2 separate regions of the Pan troglodytes genome follow, and region 1 is linked to region 2. A link is a contact called in public capture Hi-C data. All regions are on one chromosome and are shown on one strand. The core of a region is the stretch at or near the end of the contact, and the rest is flanking DNA. Distances in the headings are between cores, read along the strand shown. Region 1 overlaps ENPP6 (ectonucleotide pyrophosphatase/phosphodiesterase 6). Region 2 overlaps STOX2 (storkhead box 2).

The links. Capture Hi-C pulls out chosen DNA fragments and counts their contacts.
Region 1: a contact with region 2 is called in a capture Hi-C map of stem cell-derived neural stem cells, with 3 times the contacts expected there. The contact joins two enhancer-like sites. A contact is called at or near these places in 4 of 7 Hi-C or Micro-C datasets (blood, induced pluripotent stem cells and stem cell-derived neural progenitor cells) and 1 of 1 other capture datasets (stem cell-derived neural stem cells).

Annotation. Positions count from the first base shown.
Region 1 is chr3:185,814,058-185,820,651 of NHGRI_mPanTro3-v2.0_pri, reverse strand. The region is part of intron 3 of ENPP6 (ectonucleotide pyrophosphatase/phosphodiesterase 6); the gene reads left to right. Among named protein-coding and RNA genes, the nearest start is that of ENPP6, 100 kb to the left of the region's middle. Within about 2 kb of position 4,306, at least 11 of the 24 cell types and tissues checked have an H3K27ac peak or open chromatin away from gene starts, as enhancers often do. A contact at or near this core is called in stem cell-derived neural stem cells, where this site is marked.
Region 2 is chr3:185,468,858-185,476,344 of NHGRI_mPanTro3-v2.0_pri, reverse strand. All of the region lies in intron 1 of STOX2 (storkhead box 2), which reads right to left. Among named protein-coding and RNA genes, the nearest start is that of STOX2, 25 kb to the right of the region's middle. Within about 2 kb of position 3,629, at least 3 of the 24 cell types and tissues checked have an H3K27ac peak or open chromatin away from gene starts, as enhancers often do. A contact at or near this core is called in stem cell-derived neural stem cells, where this site is marked.

The DNA.
Region 1 (6,594 bases), core at 3,057-5,556, 340 kb before region 2:
AAAAAATTTATTTCACAAAAACATTGCCCTTAGACCTTCTTGGTCATCGAATTCAACCTTCTGCCTCAAGTAATTGTACCTGAACTACCTTAGGAAGATTGGAAAATGGAAACTTGCACCATTTATAATAGGTCAGGAATGAAGGGGGCAGAATTTAATACATCGTTTGTGTTTGGTTTTATGTTCAGATTGTTTCCAATATTGTGTTGAACATCCACATTCATGAATCCCACCTTTGATTTCTTTCTTTTGTTAGACTTCTTGAAGTGGAGTTACTGGGTCCAAGGCTCCAATGAACACTTTTAAAACCCTTGATAGGCCGGGCGCGGTGGCCCATGGCTGTAATCCCAGCACTTTGGGAGGCTGAGGGGGATGGATCATTTGAGGTCAGGAGTTCGAGACAGCCTGGCCAACATGGTGGAACCCCGTCTCTACTAAAAATACGAAAAAATTAGCTGGGCATGGTGACGGGCGCCTGTAGACCCAGCCACTCAGGAGGCTGAGGCAGAGAATTGCTTGAACCCTGGTGGCGGAGGTTGTAGTTGGCGCTACTGCACTCCAGCCTGGGAGACAGAGACTTCGTCTCAATTAAAACACACACACAAACAAACAAAAAACACTGGATAAATATCGTTCTGTTGCTCCTCCCACAAATGGTGAACGAATGTACATTTCCTGTCGCTGGTATGCACGCCACTCAGGAACTATTTATTTTTGTACATTACAATTTAAAAAGCCAAAAAAAGTGAGATTGCATTACTTTCCACTTTCAGCATTTTGACTACATCAAACCCTTTAAAGTCATATTACTTTTTATAAGCCTTCTGTGGGCCTTAAACTGAAATGGAGAAGATGCAGAAAAAAACCCACATTAGTCATTACAAATTGGAACCCAGCCACCGTTCACTGCGCCCACTGCTCACTCCGTCCAGGCCGCCTTATGTCCTCCCAAGTCGCCCTGCTTCCATCCTGAGCTGCTCAGTTCATCCCCTATGGCTGCCAGCATTACCCTTCAGACCGCATGGGAGGGGCTGGAGCTGTTTTCTGCCAAAGTCACCTCAACCTGAAGTCACTGGGGGAGAGGAGCGTAGCTGGGTGCTGGGGGATGATGGAGGCTTGACTGCTAGCTAGAGGGTGGAGGCTCTTCAGGAGGCAGGTGTTGGCTGAATTTCTCTCCTGCGTGGAAGACTAAGGGTGAGAAATAAGATTTCCCCTTCAAACACCTCCCATCCTGAGAAGTCCCTAGAGGCACCTTTCTAAAAGGAAGACCCGCCTGCATTTTCCATTATGCCTCGAGTAAAATCTAAATCCTCCCGACAATGCGCCACATCACTGGGCTCTACCTTTTTCTGCGACACCAGCTCCCCCATTGCCCACACTTCTTCCTTCCCACCCTCTCGCCCTGGATGCTCTTGTTACACCAGGTTTCCCATGGCTGTGTCCTCGTCATTATTTCCGCCACCACTCAAGCGTCATCTCACCACCCCCTCCAAACCCTCCCGGCCGCCTAGCCAATGCTGCACCTCCCTCGCACACTCTCCACTTACTTCCACTGCTGACTGCACCTCACTTCCTGAGACTGTCCCGTCTTTTAGCTTACATGTTCATGATCTGTCTTCTCCCGCCTGCGAGCAAGATTCCTGAGGACAGGGATTCTGTCCGTCTTCTTCTCTGCTCTATCTCAGCATCTCGAATCGTGCCTGATACACTGGGGTTTTAAAAAAAAAAATCAATGTGTTTGTAACTAACAAATTATGTGAACACACAAGTTTTTAAATAACTAACTATATCAGTATGTCTATTTATTCTATCAAGGCAAGAAGTGGAGCTAAACTACAGCCATGGACTTGGAATAGTTTCTTCTTTAAATGGCTTAGACAAAGCTGTGACAAATGTATGTCAACTGTGATGTGTCTGGCTCGTGACACTTACCGCTTAATTATTTGAATTTGTTTTCTCATGGTGGCAGATCATATTTTCCAAGAAAGCTGCCGTAACAAATCCCATTCTACTTGTTCTTCTCATATTGTGACATTGACATTCCCCCATCAAGTGGTGTCCCCTCTTTTTGAACCTCAGTGGACCTTTGTGACAGCTTTGACCAACAGATGCAGGAGAAGTGATGGTATGTAACTTCTGGATCTGGGTCACAATCAATGCCAAGCCTGTTCTCTTTGCTCTCTTGGGGTGCTCATGCCTGGAGCATGGTCACCATGCTGTAAGGATGCCAGGTGGCCATATGGAGAGGCCACAGGTGGATGCAGCTGCTGACAACCCAGCTGAGGTCTCAGCCAGCAGCCAGCATCAACTGCCTGCAGATCCTTCCAGCCCTCTGGTGTCAGGTTACCCCAGCCTCTGAGCTGCCCTTGCTGGTGCTGCATCCAGCAGAGAGGAGCTTTCCCTTCCATGCTCCATCCAGACGGCAGATTTGTGAGCTGAATACATGACTATTGTTTAAGCCACTTGAGGTTCGAGGTTGTCAGTTACACTAAAACAGATAACTGATCCACCCCCTCACTTCAGTGTAAGGGGTATACAGTCCAAAGAGACATGCCTAAAAGAACCTGCCTGTTTCAGAGAACACTTCTACTGGGAAGGGATTTTGTGACTAAAAGGAACAGATGTAGGTGATGATTATCGGTGGTTGCTAAAACCATTACATGCAGGTTGATATGAACCTTGACAGTGGATAGAGTAGGCTGACACCATCTAAACCCACCAATCCACTTTAACAGACACCACGAGCAACATGGCGTGATGCGAGAGCAAGTACATGCACCACGTGCAGTGGATTCTTGCCTAAGGCACATGGAACCTGAATCTAAGACCTGTAGATCAAACTAGGAGTCTGCAAGAAATACAGGAGACTAAGGAACATGCTAATGGTACCATGAGGATACAATCAGCCTAATCCAGAATATAGGATGTTTTCAGACAGATGACCCAGTTCCCTCCATAAATAAATAGACAAGAATTAATAAAATGGAGGAGAACCATTATCAGTTAAAAGACACTCAAGAAACATAAATAAAATGCATGGGTTTTGTTTGAATGCTGATTCTTTTTTTTTTTTTTTCCTTCTTTTCTTTTTTGAGACAGAGTCTCACTCTGTCACTCAGGCTGGAGTGCAGTGGTGCAATCTCGGCTCACCACAACCTTCAACTCCCTGGCTCAAGCGATTCTCCTGCCTCAGCCTCCTGAGCAGCTAGTACTACAGGTGCACACCACCACACACAGCTAATTTTTGTATTTCTTGTAGAGACAGGGTTTCACCATGTTGCCCAGGCTGGTCTCAAACTCCTGGGCTCCAGAGATCTGCCAGCCTTGGCCTCCCAAAGTGCTGGGATTACAGGCGTGAGCCACCTTTCCCAGCCTAAATGCTGATTCAAATAAACGAATTTCACAGAGGCATTTTAAAGATAATTATGGAAAACTCAACATGGACTGGGTATTGAATGATATTAAATAGTTATATTCATTTTGTTGGGTGTGATAGCAAGAGTATGTTTTTTTAAAAGTCCCTCAGTACTAGAGACAGGCACAGAAGTCTTTATGACTTCAGATGGGATGTCTGGTATTTGCTTTACAAATATTCCAGTGTGGGGAGGAAGACACAGGAAACCAGGGCGGAGCACTGTCCCGTGTTATCACACTGTTTTGTGCATTCGAATATTTTCATAATAGATAATTTTTAAACTAAATGTAAGCTCTTCGTGAGAGGTAAACGTAGGTAGTCATCACTTTTAACACAAAGTCGCTTGTGAGATTTGCCACCGGTGATTGGCCTTGGAGAAAGGGGCAAAGTCAGGCAGCTAAGGCCCAGTGCTCAGAAGCCTCAACTGTGGCCTGGAGCCTTCATCTATAGCGGCTCTAAACTGGTGCCCTCCACAGCCAGGACCCTGCCCAGGAGCTGTGAGCTCAGGGGAGGAGGGCAAGGTGGCCAGAAATGTGATGACGGCAGAGAGAGGAGCCAGGGACAGGCAAAGGAAGCAAGTGACAGAAATCCCAGGCCTGCTACTCCAGGCAGAGAGAGGGCTGCTGGCTCCTGCAAAAAGAAGCAGGGGTGAGGCAGGAGCCAGGAGAGCGGAACTCACCCTCCCCTGCTGCCCTCCCCGCGGCCCTGGCTGTAGCCCCAGCGTCTCTTCCTGGGACCGTGTCTTCACATGGGGACATTTCTTCCCAGCTCGGCCACCGAGAGGAATGGATTCCTCCAGCATGAAAAATCCTCCCGCCCAGCCTGGATCCTGGAGCCACGGTCACTGTGGCAGGAATGCGGCTCCTCGCTGGCCTGGCTAGGGCTAGATGCCACACTTTGCCCTCTCCCCAGAGCCAGAGAGGTTGGGTCACAGACGCTCCTGAATGGGCCATGCAGGGCGCAGGAGGAATTTCGCCTTTGGAGGAACAAAGGGGTGTTCAAAGTTAAACGTCCCCTGCAGTGACCATTACAAATTGTGGTTTAAAAAAATCATAAACTTAACCCAAAGAGGAACTAAGAGAAGGAGGGAAAGAAAGGGCTGGGGTCAAGAATAATAAAATCCCAAATAAGAAGCACACATCCTAAAAGGGAAAATGAAACACAACAAGGGTTAGGAGGGTGGGGTGGGGGAATGAGGAAGCGGGGGGCACAGCACGAGACTCCCAGCCAGGACAGCCCAGGCAAGGCCCCGGCTCCAGGTTCAACGCCCCGAGGCTGGCGTTTGCTGCAGCGCGTGGCCGCCTGCCCGCCGGCCCTGCCCGGGCTCTGCCTACATTCTCGGCATCTTCAGCACAGTCACAAGCAGCTGTCAGATTCCTGCGAATCCTGGGGGTGGCCTTCAAACAGGGAAAAGCAAACACAGAATTCAAGGCTGGCCCAGCCTGGCGCCTCTCGGCGGACTTCGGGGACGGCTGCGGGCGGTGGTGATGACCGCAGCCGCCAGCAGAGGGCAGTGGCGGGCCAGCGTGGCCAGGCTCAGAGGGCTCGCTCCTTGCTGTCCGGAGCCCCGCGGGCAGTTTCTGCCTGTAACTTTCACCCCCGTGCAAAGCTTCCAGCTTCCTGTGCAAGGCAGATGCAACGTGGTGCTGCTTTTCTTTTCGTCAAGGGGATTTGAGACTTTTCCTCTGCAAATGGTCTGTAGATATCAAGTAAGAAATGGACTGCCCGGCCCCATCCCTCCCTAGAAGAGGATTTTTCAAAGTGCCATTTTAAAAAGTGGCCTTTTAAAAGGCCCATTTGATAGGATTGGCCTTTTCCACGCCAGACGTCGTGCGGAAGACATCGTGCCAAAGCTTTCCCTACCTGAAACCACTTAACTCTGAAAAAAGGTATGATTATCTCCATTTTTCAGAGGAGGAAACTGAGGCTCAATAAAGTGGAATGAGTCGTGTGAGGTGGCTGGGATGGGATTTGAACTCTGGTTTGCTGGGCTCCAAAATTCCTTCCACTTAGGCCACATGGTTTTCATAGGTCCTCAGTTCCTGCCAGTTCTCATCCTACCTGTTCCTTCTGTTTTTAACTAAAAAATCTCCCCTATTCCCGTGGAGTCTAACGTTTGGACTGGGAAACTATCAGAAGGATGCAGCCCCCTTGAGTTGCTCTTTGATCCCTAAAGCAGATTATCTGTCAACAGCTTTTATGCAAAGAGCACCCAAGGAGGATTATAGACGTGAATCACTGAATGAGACCCAGTGTCTGCTCCCAGCACCATCTGTTGATATGCAGATCACCGGTGATCATTGATCAGGACAAACCAGCTGCGGCTGCTGTGAAGTTAACTCCTGAGACTTGAGAGGCTGCTCTCACTTCTCTATGGGCGCACCTGGCCCGAGGCCGTGAACTTGGGCAGGCCAGCATCATACCTACGTCACATATTCTAGCAATGACAAACAAAACTAACCAAGCTAGCAAAAATGAGCTTGCTTCCACTTGTTTCTTTCCCCCCAAAAAAGCGGGCGGGGGATGGTTGACTGATGGGTTTGTACTTGATTCAGCTGGTAAAGTCCCTGATTAGTTCACACTCCTTAAGAGCTGGGTTCCATCATTTTCTATCAATTCCCGGCATTAAAAGTTGATCCACTAATATTCTGGTAACTAGTCTCTTCTGTTTGAAATCATCACTCATTGGCCATTCTAAGTTCTACTCCAATTGAAAAGCTTGATCCCACTTTGGGAGGCCAAGGGGGGCGGATCACCTGAAGTCAGGAGTTTGAGACCAGCCTGGCCAACATGGTGAAACCTGTCTCTACTAAAACTACAAAAATTAGCTGGGCATGGTGGTGGATGCCTGTAGTCTCAGCTACTTGGGAGACTGAGGCAGAAGAATAGCTTGAACCCAGGAGAAGGAGGTTGCAGTGAGCCGAGATCGCACCACTGCACTCCAGCCTGGGCACCAGAGTGAGACTCTGTCTCAAAAAATAAAGAAAGAAAAGCTATCCTAAATGTGCTTTTTTTTACTGAGTTAAATTTCCTATCCTTACCTCCCAACCCCTGCCCCAGGCACAGGTGGGGCAGCTGCGGGATGAGTGCAGTGTCTCTGCCCGTGGCATGAGGAGAATTTCTGTCCTAGGTGAAGACACGGGAAGAGAACATAAAAGGGGTACTCCCACCACCTGCAG
Region 2 (7,487 bases), core at 2,380-4,879:
TGAACTCCTGGCCTCAAGCAATGCTTCCTCCTTGGCCTCCCAAAGTGCTAGGATTACAGATGTGAGCCACCGCACCCACGCTATTCCATTTCTATAAATGACTGACATTTTTCATAACAATAAAATAGGGGTTATTTTTATTTCAGTGCTATAAAAATACGGTGGTTGCAGCCAGACTTTCTGAGTTCAAATACTGACTATACTACATAACAGCTAGGTGACCCTGGGCACCTAACCACTCTGTGCCTCAGTTTCCTCAGATGGTGTTAATGACAGCCAATACCTCAAAGCTCTGTTGAGAAGATTAAATAAGTCATGTTATATGTAATGCCTGGCATATCATAAATACTTATAAATTTGCTATTACTATTATTACCATTACTGCTACTACTATCACTGCCTTTTGCATTATGATTGCCTGTTGAGCAGCAAGCTCAATGATGAGATCAGAGAGGAACATAAAACACCGCCTTTCTCTTCTGAGGGTCTTTGGTCCAGCTGGCGATTCCAGACGCAGAGAAAAGAAAGAGAAATAGCATTTGTCCAAACACATTCTATGTGGTGGACACTGTGTATCCTCCCACTTAAGCCTCCACAAACCCTGAGGGACAGATTCCGCGGTCGGGAAAACTGAAGTTGAGGGCGATGGTGTGACCTGCCAGGGCCACATTGCTAGCAGGCAGCCGTCCCAGGGCTGTGTGATGCCAAGCTCTTGCTCTTTCGACAAGCTAATGGCTCGTATTTGAAAGGAGTGAAGTGGTGTAGAGAATACAAGCCATGGAAATGGAAAGCAGAGAGGTTACACTTACTCAGCAGGGAGGTCAGAGTGGCAGCTTTCACAGGGAAGACGAACTGTGCCTCGAAGGCCAGCGATGGGGACAGGGAGTCGCTGGAGCCAGATGCTGCCTGGGTATCCCCTGAGATAGATGAGCAAGCCATTCTCAGGGGAACAGGTTTGCTGATGAGGACAGTGAGGGGCAAGGCTCAGGGAAACCATGGAGGGGTCAGGACTAGCAGTGGTGATGAGAACAGAAAGAAGTGCCCCAACAGAAAGGGAAAAAAGACCAAAACCAGATGGAACCTGGCAGTTGAGTTTGTTTTCTCAAACTTGGTCCTCCAATCAACTGCACTGGAATCATCTAAGGAGCAAAATGAAAATGAAATGCAGGTTCCCAGCCCCACTCCTGGTCTGCTGAGCTGGAGTCCCTGGGAGTGGGGCCCAGGAGTCTGTGTTTTAACATGTTTCCCGATGAGTCTGTTGTGCACTAAAAACTGAGAACTTCTAGATTAGACAAACAGGAAAGAGCAGAAGAAGAGGTGATAGATTACCCAAAGGTTTCAGCGACTGCAAATGGTGTCGATTTTCAGCTCACAGCCAACGACCCTTCTCACGCCTTCTCCCCATCGTTTGCCAAACTGACTGCCATACTCGTTCCCAGACTAAACTTCCCCAAACACTGATTTTATCACACCCTGCCTGTGCTCAGGAGCCCAGAGCAGCTTTCCACTGCTCGAAGCATTAAATCTGAACCCCTCCCCGGCAAAGTCCAGCCCCAGCCACCTCCGAGCTGCTGACCCTGACTCCTGCTCCACTAGGTCTAGGTTGCCCCTGTCCTGTCAAGCTATCCTCAGAAAATAACAATGGAAGCCCATGCTCAGGGCTTCACCGCGAGTCCTGGGACACAGAGGACGGGCAGGGAGGGGTCGGGCGCTGCACCCACGTTGGCAGGACAGAGGCACGGACACACACACCTACAGCGAGGGTGGCTGCCTGCACTCAGGCCGGAAGGAACGTCTATCCACCCTCTGAAGGTTGCCTGCCACCCAGTGCAAGCCTGTTTTGCGGTCCAGGGATGCTAGGAGATGACACGAGCTGACCGCTGCCATCTGCAGCACGCGCTTCACACAGGTCAAGGGATGGCCCAGCTGTGTGAAGGCTGACCGCTCCCGGCCCACCTTCCTCCCAAGCTACTGCTTGGGAAGCCTCATCAGCTGCATCTCCCTCCTAAGAACACATCCTTCCTTCCTCGCCCACAGCCTCTCCTCCTCATGCATAATTAGCTCAAGATCCTCAAAGCAAAATAAGCTGGAAGAATGTCCCAGCCGTCCTCATGGTGGACCTGAGACCATCCACCACGACCTCCTGACACCATGGGGTGACCTTGGACACTCAGTCCTAGCTCTGCCTCTTTTCAGCAAGTGTCTTTGATGAGCAGCCTCCTTGGTCCTTAAGAGCCAGGGATTATCCACCATGTTCCTCCCCGATCCCCAAGCCCAAGATTGTGTGAGGAGATAGGAGACATGGGGACATTCCAATTGTGCAGGCCAAGAAGAGAACCCACTTGTGACTGCACACTTAGCAGTCCAGGGCAAGGGTCACAATTGAACTCTATCAGTCCCCTCTCTTCACGAGCTCACAGCACTTGCCTGGAAGCCCCCATCTGGGCACTTAACCACCCGCCACAGTCTGCTGCCCTGCGTGTCTGGGGAAGCCCTGAGTCCTGAGCAGCTGGAACTAAATGCATGATGTCTCCTGCCTCTCCCATGGTGCCTAGTATTGGTGCATCACATAATACATACTAAATAAATCTTCTATTGGTTCAGATTCTGTTATTTTTACAAAATGCACATTTTACTCTGTGCTTCCCTCAAAACTTTATCCCATGTCAAATAAATATAATTTCTGTTTACCAGTTTACAGCAAATTAAGAAACTTTTCTATAATCACACAATAATATCTTTTTTAAATTTTATTATTATTATACTTTAAGTTTTAGGGTACACGAATAACACAATAATATATTTGTGGTTGTTTATTTGAGAAGCTCTCAGAGTTCATCCAGATGGCTGGCCGTTCCATTTCCCTCTCTCCAGCATGCCTTTTCAAATCAGATGTAACAGAAATTTACCTAAGGAAATTACCCAAGGCCCAAGGCCTAGGAAAGTAAAATAGGCTTAAATGAAAATAGAATGTCGGTGAGAAATAATTTATAATAAAATATGAGGAACATTAGCAGGTGGTGAGAATATTTTATTAGCTTTATGACCCAGAAAAAAAAAATTGCTATGAGGGTATCCCTGCTTAAATTATCCTATTCTGGCCAGTATGAATTTATTATCACATTGTTTTAATCCCAAAATTATTTTAAAGTAGGTGACGGTTTATGAGCTAAAGCTCAAAAAAACCATTGTATGTATAAAACTGCTGAATTGTTCTAACATCTGATGCCTTCCCAAGTTTGCAATAACACCACAAATGGATCTCATGGAAACCACTTCTCACAGAAAGTTCAGTAGCTGATTTTACGATACATGGCTACACATGTCTGCGTATCTGGGAAAAAGATCAAGACCTGAAGCCGCATTTGAAGGACAAAATTTCCTTGCTGTTATACTGTTTTTAACGTATGCTGTACATTATGCTTTACAATAGCTAAAATGTGCCAAAGAACAAAATCCCTGCCCTAGAGGATTTACAGTCTAGAGGCACAGATGTTAAGAGCCAAGGAAAACGCCAGGAAAGTTGTGAAAGTCTCTGGAATTGAAAGGCCTCTGCTCATCAGGTAAGTTTTCAAACCTGCGGCAGCCTCCGCCAGATGGGCTGGGAAGTGTGACAGCCCTTTAGGCACTGCTGTCTCTCGGGCCCAGAGCTATGAGGACGTGCTTTGCTGAAACTTCTTGTGAGCCAGACATCTGGTGACTCACCAGAGCTACTACGATTAGGGCAGAGAGCACAGCTCCACATTCCCTCATCTTCCAGGTCTATGAGCCTAAGGAATGTGATGGGCTAGTGGGAAGGAAAGTCTTTTATTGTGTAACAGTTTGCCTTTCAACAGTCTACTTCTGGACAGCCAGCTGTTGCCTCCAGATGATAGTTGGGGGTTTTTTGGTTTGTTTGTTTTTTGTTTTGTTTTGTTTTGTTTTTAGATGGAGTTTTGCTCTTTTTGCCCAAGCTGGAGTGCAGTGGCACGATCTTGGCTCACTGCAACCTCTGCCTCCCAGGTTCAAGTGATTCTCCTGCCTCAGCCTCCCGAGTAGCTGGGACTACAGGCGTCCACCACCACACCCAGCGGATTTTTGTATTTTTAGGAGAGATGGGGTTTCACCATGTTGGCCAGGCTGGTCTTGAACTCCAGACCTCAGGTGATCCACCCACCTTGGCCTCCCAAAGTGCTGGGATTACAGGTGTGAGCCACCACGCTCAGCCCAAGTGATAGTTTTAAAAAGAGAGAATCATCACCAGATCATTGCGGTTACATTTATATTGAAAGAAAAACGTAGATCATACAAGCTTTCAAGAGCACCCGAAGGTTCTCAGGAGGTGCACAGCAGATGGGTCGGACACAGGAAGGCTAGGAGAGCCATGTCCAGGCTCAGCCGTGGAGTCAGGCAGACCTGGGCTGAGGTCTCAGCACTGCACAGCTGGACCTCCAGCAAGATACTTAACCTCTCTGAATTTCAGCCTCTCAGACAATAGAGATAAGAAGAGCCTCACTGAGTTTCTAGGAAGATTAAATACAATCATGTATATCACACGGGTCCCCAACCCCTGGGCCACAGACCGGTACTGTGGCCTATTAGGAACTGGGCTGCACAGAAGGAGGAGAGCTGCAGGTGAGCCAGGGAAGCTTCATCTGCATTTGCAGCTGCTCCCCATCGCTCAGATGGCCACCTGAGCTCCGCCTCCTGTCAGATCCGCGGCAGCGTTAGATGGTCATGGGACCGTGAACCCTTTTGTGAACTGTGCATGTGAGGGATCTGGGGTGTGTGCTTCTTATGAGAATCTAATGCCTGATGATCTGCATGGGAGCGTGAACCCTTTTGTGAACTGTACATGTGAGGGATCTGGGGTGTGTGCTCCTTATAAGAATCTAATGCCTGATGATCTGTCACTGGCTCCCAGATGGGACCGTCTAGTTGCAGGAGAACAAGCTCAGGGCTCCCACTGATTCTACATGATGGTGAGTGTATAATTATTTCATTATATATAACAATGTAATCATAACAGAAATAAAGTGCACAATAAAGGTCATGCACTTGAGTCATCCCAAAACCATCCCCCATGCCAGTCTGTGGAAAAACTGTCCTTTACAAAACCAGTCCCTGGTGCCAAAAAGGTTGGAGACCATGATATACATAAATGGGTTACTTCTCAATCTAAGCTACAGCCAGAATTCCATTAGCAGTAGCTTTTTAAAAGCTCACTCTCCAGCATGGATGGGATCTGTCCTCTCTGGAGGGCACAGGAATCCCATCTAGGCTTGTGGCTTATGGGGGTTTGATGCTCCCTAGCACGTGGGTGGCAGAGACACCATAATCGGGGGCCTGAAAGGCTGATCAGGCCGGGAAGTTTGCAGAGCACCCTGCCCAGGAGGGCAAATCCCAGAGACCTAGGCACCCCCAGCCAGCCTGGCTGCAAGACCCGACACAAACTGTATCACCTTTTCCACACACAAGCATCCTTTTTAGGGCAGGGCAGGGTGGGGGACATAGACTTCTAAAGCCCCATCCATTTCTGTTAGATCCTAAGCTCCAACTCTGTGACTAGAACCCCACCCTACAGACTCACAAACCTGGGGCAGGGGTCAGAATGCAGCCCGGCAGGAACAGGGACAGGGATGGGTGCTCCGCAGGGATGCGGAGGGGGAGGCTGCTGGAGCAGCAGGGACCCCTCCCCTCCCCTCTAGGCAGGGCCCAAAAGGGAGGTGGTGGGGTGTGACAGTGGGGACAGCACCCTGTACTTCCGGAAGAGGACACACTGCCAACCCTCACCTTCCCAGCCTACCTGCCTGCCAGCCTCCCAAAGAGGCCCCAGGCCCAACCCCAGTGACATCAGAACAAAGGACACAGCAAGATGGGGAGCTGTGAGCAATGACCTTCGCAGCAAGGGCTGAGATCACCCGCATTCTCTTAAGGGTCATGGGTGAAAATATCCAGCAGGTAGAAGAAAAGGAATTACAGTTTTCAGAGCAGCTAACAGTTGCTGTGCTCTGGCATGAATAATACCAGTGTAATGCTTTCGTTTGTTCTTTATAAAAGATCTTCTACCTGCTAGCACAGGCTTCCACCTATTAAGACAGGGAGGAAAATAAAGCCATTATCTGCATTCCGTGAAGCACCATATGGTTACACACGGGCCTCCAGCCAAGGGAGGGTTCTCACCAAGCCTCTGTGTACAATTCAAGAGCAAAATTAAGTCGTTATGCTATATTAGATTGGCATCAGGAAAGGAGGGCCAGGAACTCAACAGAACCGTGAAGAGAAAAATCTCTTTTTTCTTTTTCTTTTTTCTTTTTCTTTGAGACAGGGTCTCACTCTGTTGCCAGAGGCTGGAGTACAGTGGCACAATCACAGCTCACTGTAACCATGACCTCCCGGACTCAAGCAACCCTGCCACCTCAGCCTCCTGAGTAGCTGGGACTACAGGTGTTCACCACCACACTAGGCTAATTTTTGTTTTTTTTTTTTTGTAGAGATGGGGTCTCACTATGTTGTGTTTGAACTCCTGAGCTCCAGCGATCCTTCTACCTCGGCCTACCACAGTGCTGGGACTACAGGAGTTAACCACCGTGCTCTGCCAAAACACTCCTTAGCTTCGTTCTTTTTTTAATCTCCTGGTTTCTGAGTTACCTTGAATGTCTCAAAAACCATAATGGGGATCAGCCAGATTTGACTGCACAGACAGCTTCTGTTACTCAATCTGCATACTTTGAAACTAAGTATGACAATTTCAGTCCTTTGCAAGATACATAGCCTAATAATTCTAATAACCATATACTGTTATATCTACATAAGCAGACAGAACAAAAGAAATTTACTCAAAACTCAAAGTTTTAAAACAGTAAAGAATAAATTGATACATTTATGGTTTTCATCTCATTGAATCCTCCAATAGGAGAGTCACTTGTCCGAGACCCTGCAGCTTTTAAAGAGTAGAGCAGGGATGAGGGCCCACATTCAAATCCAGAGCTCCTGGCAGGGCACCCAGGTTTGTCACCTGACAATGACATCAATGAGAGAAGCGGCAATAGGAGAGGAAAGGGACATGGAGTGGCCCACCTCCTCACAAGATAAGACCCTAATAGTAGGGGCAAGATGTGAAAACCAGAGACACACATGCACAAACAGGTTATGAGCCTCATGAACACAGAACATCATCTGGTAATACAATAAAAATAGTCTAGCTGGGCATGGTGGCTCACGCTTACAATCCCAGCACTTTGGGAGGCCGAGGCGGGAGGATCACTTGAGGTCAGGAGTTCGAGACCAGCCCGGCCAACATGGTGAAACCCCATCTCTTAAAAAAAAGAAAAAGTCAGGATTTTTTCAGATCATTTTAATGGTGTGACTAGCGCATACTTCAAAAAGAGAGTAAAAGAAGAACTATGAACTAATATTCATCGGGATTTTAGTTTAACTCTGATACTTATACCATAATGCACATTCTCTAAGCACTCCAAATCTCAACTGTACTGTAAAACTATTTT